2 separate regions of the Pan troglodytes genome follow, and region 2 is linked to region 1. A link is a contact called in public HiChIP or PLAC-seq data. All regions are on one chromosome and are shown on one strand. Each heading gives the region's core, a stretch centred on a gene start, on an enhancer-like site or on the middle of the called end of the contact. The rest is flanking DNA. Distances are from core to core; before and after follow the strand shown.

Region 1 (3,758 bases), core at 422-2,921:
TGAGCCACTGCACTCAGCCAACACACATATGTTTATTGCAACACTATTTACAATAGCAAAGACATGGAACCAACCCAAATGCCCATCAGTGGTAGACTGGATAAAGAAAATGTGGTACAAATACACCATGGAATACTAAGCAGCCATAAAAAGGAATGAGATCCTGTCCTTTGCAGGGACATGGATGAAGCTGGTTGCCATCAGCCTCAGCAAACTAACACAGGAACAGAAAACCAAACACAGCATGTTCTCATTCCTAAGTGGGAATTGAATATTGAGAACGCATGGACACAGAGAGGGGAACAACACACACCTGGGCCTTTTGGGGAGTCGGGGGTAAGGGGAGGGAACTTAGAGGATGGGTCAATAGGTGCAGCAAACCACCATGGCACATGTAACAAACCTGCACGTTCTGCACGTGTATCCTGTTTGTTTTGTTTTGTTTAGAAGAAATAAAAAACAAACAAACAAAACTTGGGAGGCCAAGGCAGGCGGATCACTTGAGGTCAGGAGTTCGAGACCAGCCTGGCCAAAATGGTGAAACCCCGTCTCTACTAAAAACACACACACACACAAAATTAGCCGGGAGTGGTAGCGGGTGCCTGTAGTCCCAGCTACTCAGGAGGCTGACGCAGGAGAATGGCGTGAACCCGGGAGGCGGAGCTTGCAGTGAGCCGAGACTGCGCCACTGCACTCCAGCCTGGGCGAGAGCGAGACTGTCTCAAAAAAAAAAGAAAAAAAATTAACTCCTTACTCACATTAAAACTGTATTTTGGGGGTAATTTACATAAGCCACACAATTATCCTTTTAATTAAGATCTAATATTCTTTTTTTTTTTTTTTGAGACAGAGTCTCGCTCTGTCGCCAGTCTGGAGTGCAGTGGTGGGATCTCGGCTCACTGCAATCTCCGCCTCCCGAGTTCAAGTGATTCTCCTGCCTCAGCCTCCCGAGTAGCTGGCACTACAGGCACGCCGCCACCATGCCCAGCTAATTTTTTTTTTTTTTTTTTTTTTTTTTTTGAGACGGAGTCTCGCTCTGTCACCCAGGCTGGAGTGCGGTGGCGCAATCGGCTCACCGCAACCTCCGCCTCCCGGGTTCAAGCGCTTCTCCTGCCTCAGCCTCCCGAGTAGCCGGGGTTATAGGCAGGCACCACCATGCCCGGCTAATTTTATTTGTATTTTTAGTAGAGACGGGTTTCTCCATTGTTGGTCAGGCTGGTCTCGAACTCCCGACCTCAGGTGATCCACCCGCCTCGGCCTCCCAGAGTGCTGGGATTACAGGCGTGAGCCACCGCGCCCGGCATTTTTTTTGTATTTTTAGTAGAGAAGGGGTTTCACCATGTTGGCCAGGATGATCTAAATCTCTTGACCTGATCCGCCGGCCTCTGCCTCCCAAAGTGCTGGGATTACAGGCGTAAGTCACCGCGCCTGGCCCATTTTTCTTCTTTTATCTGATAACCTTACTCCCCTCCACAAACACACAGCCAAAGAAACGAATTGCGTCGCTCTTGAATCATAGAATAATTCTAAATTATGTTAAAACAGGAGGGGCGGGGCCCTGTGCATCACGTGACTCTCTCGGTGCTGTCTCCGGCCGTTGATTGGCCTGGGCGGGGAGGGCGGCCGTTGATTGGTTCGGGCCCACTCGCGCGGGCGCCACTCTCTTTGTCTGACAAGAGAGTCGTGAAGCCTCCGCGGTCCTAGAGGGGCCGCTGGCTGGGACGCTTCGCTCGGCGCGCGCAGGTGGAGCCAGCGAGAGGCTCTGAGGCTGCCAGAGTGGTTGTGTCTGTTGCTCCGGTAAGGGGTGATTCGCCGAGGGGCGCGGACCAGACAGACCTCGGGTCAGGCCCGGGAACCCCGAGAGGAGAGCCCAGCCCCTGGTGGAGGCGGCTTGGCGGAGATTCGGAGCCGTCAGCAGGTTTGGGGAGAAGGAAACGAGTGTTGTGGGGGGCGTGGGTGCGGGGGGGAGGCCACTGCGCACACCCCCGGCTCGCAGGGGACGCTCCGGGCTTGTGCGGCGGCTCTCGGGGCCTGTGGCACCAGCTTTTGAGTATTTTTGGCGGTGTCAAGTCTTCGGCAGCGAGAGGAGCAAAGTCCGAAGAATGAATGGCTGGTGAACGCCTGGACTTGGTTTTGTTAGAGTGGGAGATGAGCCGTGGTTGTTAGTGCAAGGTGTTCACGTGATTGTGAAGCGGCATTTTGGATTTTGTCAAAAGTTAACAGTCCCTTCCAGTTAAAGTTTTAAGAGTTTATTGTGCATGCAGAGGAACAGCTGGCAGATTGTTCCAATGGCAGCTTGGAAAGCTAAATGAGGAAGTGCAGTGATCTTGATTGTAATTGGCCATTATCAACTTGCATTCCTTCTAGGGTAAGTCGAGCTGGATCAGCCTTGCATCTGTAGCTGATTGGTTCAGTTTATCATGCGGACGAGAAAAAAGCTTCTTTCCTGGTCAGCGCACACTTTTCAGGGAAATAAGGAATTGTTGTTGCTGTTGTGTTTGAGACGAAGTGTTACTCTGTTGCCCAATTTGGAGTACAATGGGCCAATCTCGACTCACTGCAACCTCCAACTCCCGGGTTCAAGCGATTCTCCTGCCTCAGCCTCCCGAGTAGCGGCGACTACAGGCACGCGCCACCATGCCCGGCTAATTTTTGTATTTTTAGTAGAGACTGGGTTTCACTATGTTGGCCAGGCTGGTCTTGAACTCCTGACCTCGTGATCCGCCCGCCTCGGCCTCCCAAAGTGCTGGGATTTACAGGCGTGAGCCACCGCGCCCGGCCTGTTGTTTTTAAGAGAGACAGGGTCTCGCTCTGTCACCCAGGGTGGAGTGTAGTGGTGCCATCATAGCTCATTGCAGTCTCCAACTCCTGAACTCAAGGGAGAAATCAATGTATTTTAAATGCCTTACGTGGCTGTGGGTGGTTGGCCTAGGGCCGTACCCAAAACATGGACTCCATTTAATTTTTCATTAGCAAGTCTGACATTCAGATGCACAGCCTTCACAAACACATTCAGTAAATATAGTGCAGGGGTGTCCAATCTCTTGGCTTCCCTGGGCCACATTGGAAGAAGAATTGTCGTGGACTACACATAAAATACACAAACACTAAAAATAGCTCATGAGCTAAAAAAAAATCGCAAAACAATTTCATAAGGTTTTAAGAAAGTTTACGAATTTGTGTTGGGTTGGATTCAAAGTCGTCCCGGGCCATATGCGGTCCACAGGCTGAGGTTTGGACAAGTTTGGTGTAGAGAATGAAAGGGATGAGGCCTTTGCTCCAGCCTTGGAGCCATTGATCAGGATAGTTTTTAGAGTGTACCTCTTTGCTTAAAAGGCAGAGGGTCCACCCTGGGCAACATAGCAAGGCCCCACCTACAAAAGAACTACAAACAACTGGGCGTGGTGGTGCACTCTTGCAGTCCCATCTACTTAGGAGACTGAGGCAGGAGCATTGCTTAAGCCCAGGAGTTGGAAGCTACAGTGAGCCATGATTACACCACTGCACTCCAGCCTGGGTGATAGAGGGAGACTCCTCAAAAAAAAAAAAAAAAAAAGGCAAAGGGTCTTCTAAACTGTTTTCAGGGAAGGTGAACTGTGTTTGAGGGGCATCCATTAAAATGAAAGTGAATTTCATTAAAATTCATCCTGAGTTAGAAAGCAAGTCTGTAGGCTGGGCGCAGTGGCTCACGCCTGTAATCCCAGCACTTTGGGAGGCTGAGGTGGGTGGATCACCTGAGATCAGGAGTTCAAGACCAG
Region 2 (3,588 bases), core at 30-2,529, 150 kb after region 1:
TACAAAACATTTTTTAAAGATTAGCTGGGTGTGGTGGCTCATGCCTGTAGTCCCAGCTATTTGGGAAGCTGAGGTGGATTGCTTGAACCCAGGAGTTGGAAGCTGTAGTGAGCTATGATAGCACCGCTGTACTCCAGCCTAGGTGACACAGCAAGACCTCGTCTCTTAAAAAACAAACAAAACAAAACAAAAAAACAACAACTGTGGATTTTGTAGCACATTAGAAACAGCTGAAAAGTGGATTATTAATAAAAAGGTGAAGACATAAACCCAAGTCAAATATGGGCAGACAAGAAAAATATGAAAGTGGGACAGAGACATGGAGGATAAAGTGAGATGGTCTAACACCTATGTTATATTCTAGGAGTTCATTTACTCTATAAGTGTATATTTTTAGCAAATATTGTACCAGACACTTTGCAAAGTGCTGGAGAAGAGTAAGACAAGAGGGTTTCCTGTTTCCTGAGTGGATTCTGGAGTAACACTGGGCCACCCAGTTGAGACAGACTGCCTTCAGGCTGGACGCGGTGGCTTGCGCCTGCAATCCCAGCACTTTGGGAGGCCAAGGGGGGAAGATCGCTTGAGTCCAGAAGTTGGAGACCAGATTGGGCAACATAGAGAGACCCCCCTCTCTGCAAAAAATTGAAAAAAAGTCCCAGCTACCCAGGAGACTGAGGTGGGAGGATTGCTTGAACTCAGGGCTTCGAGGTTGCAGTGAGCTATGATCTCACCACTGCGCTCCATCCTGGGAGACAGAACGAGACTTCTCTCTCTCTTTCTCAAAAAACAAAAACAAACAAACAAACCCCCCCCACAAAAAACAGCTCCGATGCTGGCTCCTCCAGGAAGCCTTCCCTGACTACACATACACACACGCACGCACACTACCCGGGGTCAGGAGCCTCTTAAGTGAGCCGGTTAGATCCAGTGCGCCCCCTATCTCCTCTGCCCCTACGCCTCGCGCAAGGCCCTCGCGGCCGGAATAGTCGCGCATTGACCGACTGGACTCTAAAGCCCCTTGGGGCAGGTGCTGTGTCCAGTAGTGTATCTGGCGATGCACCGAGTCCTTTCCACGGAGGGCAAGCAGGTGAAATGGCACGGAAGTGGAAGGGGCCTAGCCACAGAGCGCCTCGAGCTGGGCAGTCAATCCTGGGGAAGCCCTGGTCGTCTTCGCCTCGCCGGGTTCGGAACAGCAGGCTGGGATCAGCAACCATCGAGACGCATCCGCCGAGACCTCCGAGCATCCTAGAGAGGACACGGAAGCGAGTCTTTCCTTACGCACCTGTCTGACAGCGTCCGCAGCTCACTTCCGGACCGCGGAGAGCACTGGCGACCCTAGCGGGTGAGAGGCCCTTCAGGGCCGCGGCGGGTGAGAGTCTCTTCAGGGCCGCAGCGGGTGGCGGGCGAAGTGGTAAACGGGCGCGGGGACGGGTTTTGGTGCCGCTACGGGGCTCGGCGGCAGCGGGGTTGCAGTAGAGCCCGTCTCCCTCCGCTCAGCCCCGGGTGAGGGCGGCAAGTCTCTCAGGAGCTGCCTTCAGCGGCCCCGAGGCCCTGCGGGTCTGGATGCTGAGGGGCCGCCGCGCTGTAGGCTCAGGTAGGAGCGAGGCTGATCCCGCTCTGCCAGGCTTGGCTTAGTGCAGGGCTGGCCACGAACCCGAAGAGATCTTGAACCAAAGCAGAACTCTGTGCAAAGTGAAAGTAATCACATAGGACACTCATTTAAAGAATAGTGATGAGCCAGCCTGGTCAACATAGCGAAACCCTGTCTCTACAAAAATTGAAAAGTAGCCGGGCGTGGTGGTACGCGCCTGAGGTCCCAGCTACTCGGGAGGCTGAGGCAGGAGGATCGCCTGAGCCCAGGAGTTCAAGGTTGCACTGACTTACATTCATGCCACTGCACTCCAGCCTGGGCAACATGGGGAGACCCTGTCTCTACAAAAATAAATAATTAGCTGGTCATGGTGGCACTCGCCAGTAGTCCCAGCTACTCGGGAGGCTGAGGTGGGAGGATCGCTTGATCCTAGGAGGCAAAGGCTGCAGTGATCGCACCACTGGTCTCCAGCTGGGGTGATAAAACCCTGAGATCCTGTCTCAGAAACAAAACAAAAGAGTCACAATGGGTGGGGGGAGATAAAGAATAGCAATGGGGCAATTTCTATTTGTCAAATGGCAGAGATAAAAGATGAATGAGGATCTTTCTTGCCTCCAGGGAATCTGTTAGAGGGAGACACATGGGTAAACATTTGCACTGTAGTGCATTAAATGCACTAGTGGAGTGAACCAATGCAATAGCTAGAAAAGAATGAAAGAGAAATCTCAATGTTGCAGAGTCAATGAATAGACTGAAAATATAAACTTGGTTTAAGTGGGGGTAGATAAATACAGAAACTCACAATAGAATATTTAGCAGAAGCTTTGGGGTGTGCCTCCTGCTAGCTGCCCATTCTCTGCTCCAGTCAGGTGATCTTTCCGTTTTCTGACAAGCATGATCTCCTTCCCCTGGTGCTTTGGACTTCCAAGTCTGTCTTCCCAGTCTAGGTCTTCCGCATAATCCACTTGGAGGTAAATAGGACTCATTCTCCAGTCTACTTCAAGCCTCTTCTTTTCCTTGAGTACTTGGACTTAGATTAGTTTTCTCTCTTTTTGACTTCACATTTTTTTTTTTCAATCTGTACCATGTATTTTGGGAGGCAGTTATCATCCAGTCTCTTTTTTTTTCCTTCTGAGAAGTAGGAGGAGTAGCACTCATCCTACAGAAGTGTTTTAAGTATTAAATGAAATATGTGTTCACATGCTTTCTAAAGAGTAAAGCCTGTACAAGTTAGAAATCTTTAGGTCATTTGTCATAATGGTATATATGTTGCTCCATTGTCTTTTTCAGGTTGAGCGCACCATCACGTCTAAGCCATCAGCAAGTTTGTTGGTTTTAATCTCCAAAATACGTCTTGATTTTGTCTGACTCTTTGCCACCACCCTGATCTAAGCCCTTATCATCTGCTTGAATCACTGTAAGTGCCATTTCTCTCTTGCCACCTCTAGCCTATTCCCTGTCAACACACAGGCAGAATGACTTTTATAAAACATGTAGTTCCTCGCTAAAGTAAGAAATAAGAATAAAGTTCATAATTCTTTCTGTGGCGCAGGCTCTGGGTGATCTGGTTTCTCTCTGCCTCTGCCACCTCTTCTGGTGCAGCTCTGCTCGTCACTGCTGAAGCCACACTGGGATATGGCTTGTTCTTGGACACCCAGAGTAATTTCTTAGCCTCAGGGCTTTTGCCTGGAATGCTCTTAGAATGACTGACTCATTCTCATCCTTGAGTCAGCCTGGTATCATGTCTTTAGAAAAGCCTTCTTCAAGTCAGTTGCCCCCTGTTAACAGAGCACCCTACTTATTTTCTTTCTAGAACTTGTCTCCACTTGCAGTTTTTAAAAGAGTTGCTTCCATTTGACTTTTTCTGTCTGCTGTACCAGCATATGAGTTTCAGGAGGGTAAGCTCCCAGTGTGTCTTGTTCTCTATTTTGTTTGTTGTTTCTGCCTGCCTCTTGTGTGTGTATATGTGTGTGTTTGTGTGTTGCATGTATGTTTCC

What was found. HiChIP or PLAC-seq counts read pairs in DNA pulled down with a chosen protein or histone mark.
Region 2: a contact with region 1 is called in an H3K4me3 HiChIP or PLAC-seq map of stem cell-derived excitatory neurons, with 2.2 times the contacts expected there. The contact joins the promoter of ZSCAN25 here to the promoter of ZNF789 in region 1. A contact is called at or near these places in 1 of 7 Hi-C or Micro-C datasets (stem cell-derived neural progenitor cells) and 1 of 1 datasets of contacts at active chromatin or transcription factors (stem cell-derived excitatory neurons).

Annotation. Positions count from the first base shown.
Region 1 is chr6:108,871,109-108,874,866 of NHGRI_mPanTro3-v2.0_pri, forward strand. It overlaps ZNF789 (zinc finger protein 789), which reads left to right and starts at 1,672. Exons shown (of 4, transcript XM_009453702.5): 1 at 1,672-1,918. LOC134810470 (a long non-coding RNA gene) reads right to left here and starts at 644. Exons shown (of 3, transcript XR_010158626.1): 1 at 404-644.
Region 2 is chr6:109,016,524-109,020,111 of NHGRI_mPanTro3-v2.0_pri, forward strand. ZSCAN25 (zinc finger and SCAN domain containing 25) reads left to right here and starts at 1,280. Exons shown (of 9, transcript XR_008536482.2): 1 at 1,280-1,369; 2 at 2,882-3,008; 3 at 3,405-3,489.